2 separate regions of the Mus musculus genome follow, and region 2 is linked to region 1. The links are chromatin contacts, called in public HiChIP or PLAC-seq maps. All regions are on one chromosome and are shown on one strand. Each heading gives the region's core, a stretch centred on a gene start, on an enhancer-like site or on the middle of the called end of the contact. The rest is flanking DNA. Distances are from core to core; before and after follow the strand shown.

Region 1 (2,777 bases), core at 99-2,598:
CTTACGTTGCATTATCTTTGGAAAAGGTCTTTTAAATTAATCCCAAACTTAATTTGATTTCTACACAAAATTTATTCAGGCAAATGTTCCCTGGCTCAGCACTTGGTGAATGAGGGGAGAGGGAGGAGGTAAGGCAAGAGGATGAGAGATGGGGACTAATCAGAGAATACAAAATCATTTTCTTAAATGTGAGTGGTATTTTAAGACAGTGTGGGTGCCCACAGAGCTCCCACAGAGGCCGGATTGGGCATCAGATCCACAGGAACTGGAGTTACCGGTGATTACTAGCCTCCGTGTAAGTGCGGGAATGGAGCTTGGATCTTTTAGAAGAGCAGCCAGTGATCCTGAGTCATCTCTCCAGGTTCATGGGAAGTATCTTGAAGGTCATTTGGGTACAGGAAATTGGGTTACCTTCAGTTACATTAAATGTAACCTGTCGTACATATCTGCTTGAGAAGGGTCTTAGGACCCTAGAGAGAAAAGACTACAGACAGAAACAAGAGAAGAAGGTAGGAAAAAAGAAGGGAAGAGGGAGAAAAGGGAGAGAGAAGAAGGGTTGAAAATGGAATCACAGGCAATAAGATCCATTGAGAAAGGTCTGGGAGTGGCCAAGGCTGTTAAGAATGGTGTAGAAGGTCAACTGCTTCCTGTTTTCTGTCAGACTAGAAGCCTGTCTTTGTGATCTCTCTGCCAGCACAACAATGCTCTGTTGGTTGAGTGAATAAGTTACAGAAGGGTCTACTGGCCATGTGGGATGATGCAGAGAGGACAAAAGAGCAGCCACAGAACGGCCTTTGTGTTAGTGTGGACCATATTGCTGGTGTGAACAGGGAAGGAAGCCAAAGGCAGGGCAGATTGCTCAAGATGTGGGATGCTGAACAGAGAAATCAGAGAGAGAGATAGAGAGAGAGAGAGAGAGAGAGAGAGAGAGAGAGAGAGAGAGAGAGAGAGAGAGAGAGAGTGCACATGCTCGCACATACATGTGTTTATATTTGTCTGTGTGCTGTCTTAAATACCTTGGCTCCTTGCCTGGCCTTCCCTACAGAACACCTGCTTCCTCCCCTGGCTGTCTTACTTGGCAATGCTCCTTGCCCGACATGTGGCCCCACCCAATCAGGAAGCCAAAGAGATTCATCAAGGCACCTGTTCTCCTTTCCTGGGTCTGCAGGAGGAAAGCAAAATGTCTACCCTTTCAACATTTCCTTCTGGTTTGCCTTCTAGATTCTGCCTCAGATCCAAATGAAGTGTTTGCTGAAGGGGGAGTCAGGGAAACACATTCACAGGATACCCCGCCCTCTCTGGTTGCTAGTCAGCCCGGCACGTTCAGCTGCCTGAAAGTCTGTACTTCCTGTTTGGTAACACAGCTCCTCCTTCACTGTGTCTTCACCAAGGAACTCAAGAATTTCCTTCCCCATCCACCTCACTGAAGCTTGTCAATGGGCAGTTTGACAAATCTCCTGCTTTCTTCTAGGGGATTTCCAGAGGCCTTACTTCACCCCTAGCAGCCTTCACTGCACGCCTCAGCAACACAAACTTAAGTAAGTTCTTCTTCTGTGAAACTGGGAATCTCACCCTCAGACCCGGGGAAGGATGAACTAAAACAACGTGCGTGAACATATCTAGCATAATGCCTATGGTGGTTTGAGTAGGGACAGCCCTCATAGAGTTGTGTGTTTAAGTGCTTGGCCAATAGGCACTGGCACTAGTAGGGAGTGTGGCTTTGTTAGAGTAGTTGTGGCTTTGTTGGAGGAAGTATGTCACTGTGGAGGCGGGCTTTGAGGTCTTATATGCTCAAGCTATGCCCAGTGTGGCAGTCTCCTTCTGCCTGTAGATCAAGATGTAAAACAAAGCCCCTCCAGAACCATGTCTGCCTACCTGATGTCATGTTTTCCACAATGACAGTAATAGATTAAACCTCTGAAATTGTAAGTCCAATTAAACGTCCTTTATAAGAGTTGCCATGGTCTTGGTGGCTCTTCACAGTAATAGAAACCCTAAAACAGTGTCCTTTGTTGAAAGGGCTCAAGTTTCAGCAGCTGCCTTCCTGTCTACCTACCATCCTTTGGGTGTAAAGCTAGAGGAAGAAGCTCCAAGAGAAGTTATGGTGCTGGAGTCTTCAATATACGGAAGGGAAGATCTAAGTCTCACAACAGCCTGTAGAGGGAGCCACTCAAAAAGCCCAAAGTAGCAGCTAAGGACACCTAGACTTAGAGAGGATGGTTTCCGAGTCTCCCCACCTCCAGAAGGCAAAGTTAATTTCTCGCGAACATCTTGTACTCCCACAAGCAATCATTCTCCCTCTGCTTTAGCTATTGGGGTGACTACTTGTGGTTAGCAGAGCATCTCAGATTCCTGGACTCAGCCTCCCCACCACAAAGTAACCCTGCTGCTGATACACCAGCGCGTGAGCCATGTGACCCGCGAGTGTTACTGCCAACAGTTGGCAGGCCCGGAACTTCCGGTTTGGTTCTGCGAAGCTTCATATGTCTCTGCACAGTGAGCTTAAAGAGAGTGCTTCTCTATGCCAGAGTACAGGAAGCCTGCAGACATTTCTAATGCTCAAGGGCAGCAGCTTTGCATGTTGCAGGGGACACACGTCCCACTGAGCACACCCTCCTACCTGGCTGCAGGTGGGCAAGGTGTGCCCAGAAGGGTCTGTGACCTTCTCTTTCTCCTCCAGTTTCTTCTGAGGCTCGCTGTCATTTTTAAAGTATTTTCTGGGTGGAGGCTTGGGTTTGGAGGATGTCGGCTTTCTCACCAAAATCTCAAAAGATTTC
Region 2 (2,777 bases), core at 158-2,657, 460 kb after region 1:
AGCATCAAAGCAGTATGTTTTCCTGGTATCCGGAAAAGCAACACGCAAACCAGACATCAGTGGGGAATGGAGGATGACGGCTGCACACTCGTACCGCGAGGCCAGGTCCACAGTGGGGACAGTGCCAATGCTCTGTCCATAGAGGATGATGTTCTCAGGACTCACGCCATACCTGAAGAAAGCAGAGGTAACACAGCATTAGCTAACGAGTGTGTGTAGGGGGAGCACAACGGTACTTCAAGCCTACAAAACTCCAACATGAATTAGCTTAAAACTGCTACCATCTATCTTGTATATTTTAGCATGAAGTGAACATTAATTTTATAAGATCAAACAGAGGCCTATTTCAGAATTAAATGACTACAAATCTGACTTCCACATTTGTAAAACTATGGCCATGACTTTGCCCCTGGCTACTCATGAGCTTCATGTAAGGTTTTACTCAGTCTTTACATTTCCTGATATTCCTTTTTATAATCATGTTTTTGAAGTCAAAGTAAAAGAAGATTTGGCAAACAGCTCTTCAAGTGAAAATTTAATGATATGAAAGACATTGTCATTTATCATAGAACAGTTCACTAAAAGATAGCTAATTTGAAAGCAATCACATTGTTTTTAGCCTCTTCTTGGGGCTAAATGTTTCCAAGATTTCAACTCAGCAGTGGCCTCCTGATGTGCCTCTGTAAAGGTTCCGGTTGGGTAAATACCATATGTAGAACATGACTGCACTCCCAGCCTTCTGGCAGCTCCAGCCAAGTGCAGATGTTAGTGAACAAGCAGCAGGCGTAGCTTTGCATTGAAAGGTATGCTTGCCTTTCTCCCCTCCCTGCATGTTGGTGGGAAGTGATGTCAGGTGAAGGTGTGAAAGAATGCTACACTCTCCGATGAGGTAGAATAAATCAGGAGGCAGACACAAAATACATCCCCTTATTAACCTACAAAAAATATCAATGGACAGACAGAGCTAGCTCAATGGATAAAAATGCTTATTCTCAAGGCTGAGAACTTGATTTCTATCCCTACATTGTCCTCTGACTGACACATGTGCAACATGGCAGACACAGATACACAACAGCACATGAAGATACACATGAGAGCAATGAATAATTATTTTATATCTAAAAGACTGAGGAGAATTATAGACTGACAACTTCAAGGGAGTATGCCATTTAATCATCCCTGTCATCTTGGCTGAGTCTGGAGGAAACCCTAGCATCTCTGAACACATGCAAGTCCTGCAGCAGTTCTAGCTGAAGAGGGCACTGTTCCATGGGTTGGAGTCTTGGAAGACCAGAATCTAGGCAGGCGTTAAGAGAGAATCAGCTCCCAGCTCTCTGCTCCTTCCTGACTGCAGACCCAACACTTCCTGCTCTTGCTGTCTTCAGACCGGAAGCCAACATAACCCCAGCCTTCCTCCAGGTGTCATGCTGCTCTTGTCACAGAAATGAGAAATGGAATGTGGATGACAAGACTGAATAGCAGAGTGTGTTACCTTATTGAAGGAGTATAATCTGCTACAGAAATTTAGGGAAACAATCTGGCAATCTGACATTATCTGGCCACACTAATGATACCATGGGTAAAGTGTGTAATCCCCCCCAAAATGAAATGTTACCGCATATTCTTCACTTGACAACAACATTGTTATTGTTAACTTGATGGGACACTGAAAACGAAATACTTGCAGCCCTCAAGTCAGGACAGTGATGACGGGGCAGGGCAGGTCCCCTCTGGGAAGAAGGACAGTGATGACGGGGCAGGGCAGGTCCCCTCTGGGAAGAAGGACAGTGATGACGGGGCAGGGCAGGTCCCCTCTGGGAAGAAGCCTCCCTTGCACAGGGTGCAGAGCAGCAAGGACGTGTCCTTACAGTATCCATCTTGTTGGTCATTAAGCTGGACATTTGCCAGCTTATGATTCTCTGAAACTGGAGTCTAGACAGTTGTTAGTAGTCATGTGGGTGCTGGGGACTGCACCCAGATCCTCTGGAAGAGCAGCCCGTATTCTGAAACACTGAGCCATCTCTCCAGTTTCTAAAAAGGTCAGTTTTAATGAAACATGAGACCAAGAAATAGTGACTGTAGAAAAGCTAACATCAGACAAATTGTTCAACAAAAGCAGTCTACAAAAATAATGCAGTGCTCCTTTAAAACGTAAACATACTGGGCCCTGTGAGCGAGCAGACAGACGTGGGAATTATGGTGTACTTTCAGCTTTTGGTAAAATTCAATGATTTTCCCTTTTTTCACACCTCATTCAGGCAATAGAAGGGAATTTATGGTGCTTCTTTTGGGAAACAAGTAAAGACTCAGAGCCCATTCTCTCGGAGGACACAGAAATCAAGATGCAGTTCAAGAAAAAGGGCTTGCTTTGTTTGTTTAAATGTCAAGGGGCAACACTATGTTGCAGGCCAGCAGGGAGACTCACAGAAGGAAATGGAAGGAGCTCAGGGAAAACTGAGGCAGCTGCTGCACCTAGTACCACAGAGTCAGTCAGTCAGTCAGTCAGTCAGTCAGCAGAGGAGCTGGGAAGTGTGCATGTGTGGAGAGGAGAGGTCCAAAACTCCAACACAAGAAGCAAACAAATCTTGGCACCAGGTAGAGACACACAAGTGTATCCAAAGGTTAAGCCACTTGGCATCCATCTGCTAAGTAGTTATCTGGCACCATCAGTTTGAGAAGAAGGAAGAAAATGTCTAGTAAACCAAGATGAGAGTTGTGGAAAAAAAAAACCAACAACACAACAAACTGGTAACAGGTTGTACAGTTCTCAGGACTCA

Evidence for each region. HiChIP or PLAC-seq counts read pairs in DNA pulled down with a chosen protein or histone mark.
Region 2: a contact with region 1 is called in an H3K4me3 HiChIP or PLAC-seq map of pro-B cells, with 5 times the contacts expected there. The contact joins two enhancer-like sites. A contact is called at or near these places in 3 of 39 promoter capture datasets (the C10 cell line and pre-B cells) and 4 of 115 datasets of contacts at active chromatin or transcription factors (large pre-B cells, memory CD8 T cells, pro-B cells and 1 more).

The regions. Positions count from the first base shown.
Region 1 is chr7:83,658,178-83,660,954 of GRCm38.p6, forward strand. Il16 (interleukin 16) reads right to left here. Exons shown (of 19, transcript NM_001360087.1): 12 at 2,621-2,777. Among named protein-coding and RNA genes, the nearest start is that of Stard5, 28 kb to the left of the region's middle. Within about 2 kb of position 1,349, at least 149 of the 459 cell types and tissues checked have an H3K27ac peak or open chromatin away from gene starts, as enhancers often do. A contact at or near this core is called in memory CD8 T cells and pro-B cells, where this site is marked.
Region 2 is chr7:84,114,259-84,117,035 of GRCm38.p6, forward strand. It overlaps Abhd17c (abhydrolase domain containing 17C), which reads right to left. Exons shown (of 3, transcript NM_133722.2): 2 at 1-172. Among named protein-coding and RNA genes, the nearest start is that of Cemip, 29 kb to the left of the region's middle. Within about 2 kb of position 1,408, at least 28 of the 459 cell types and tissues checked have an H3K27ac peak or open chromatin away from gene starts, as enhancers often do. A contact at or near this core is called in memory CD8 T cells and pro-B cells, where this site is marked.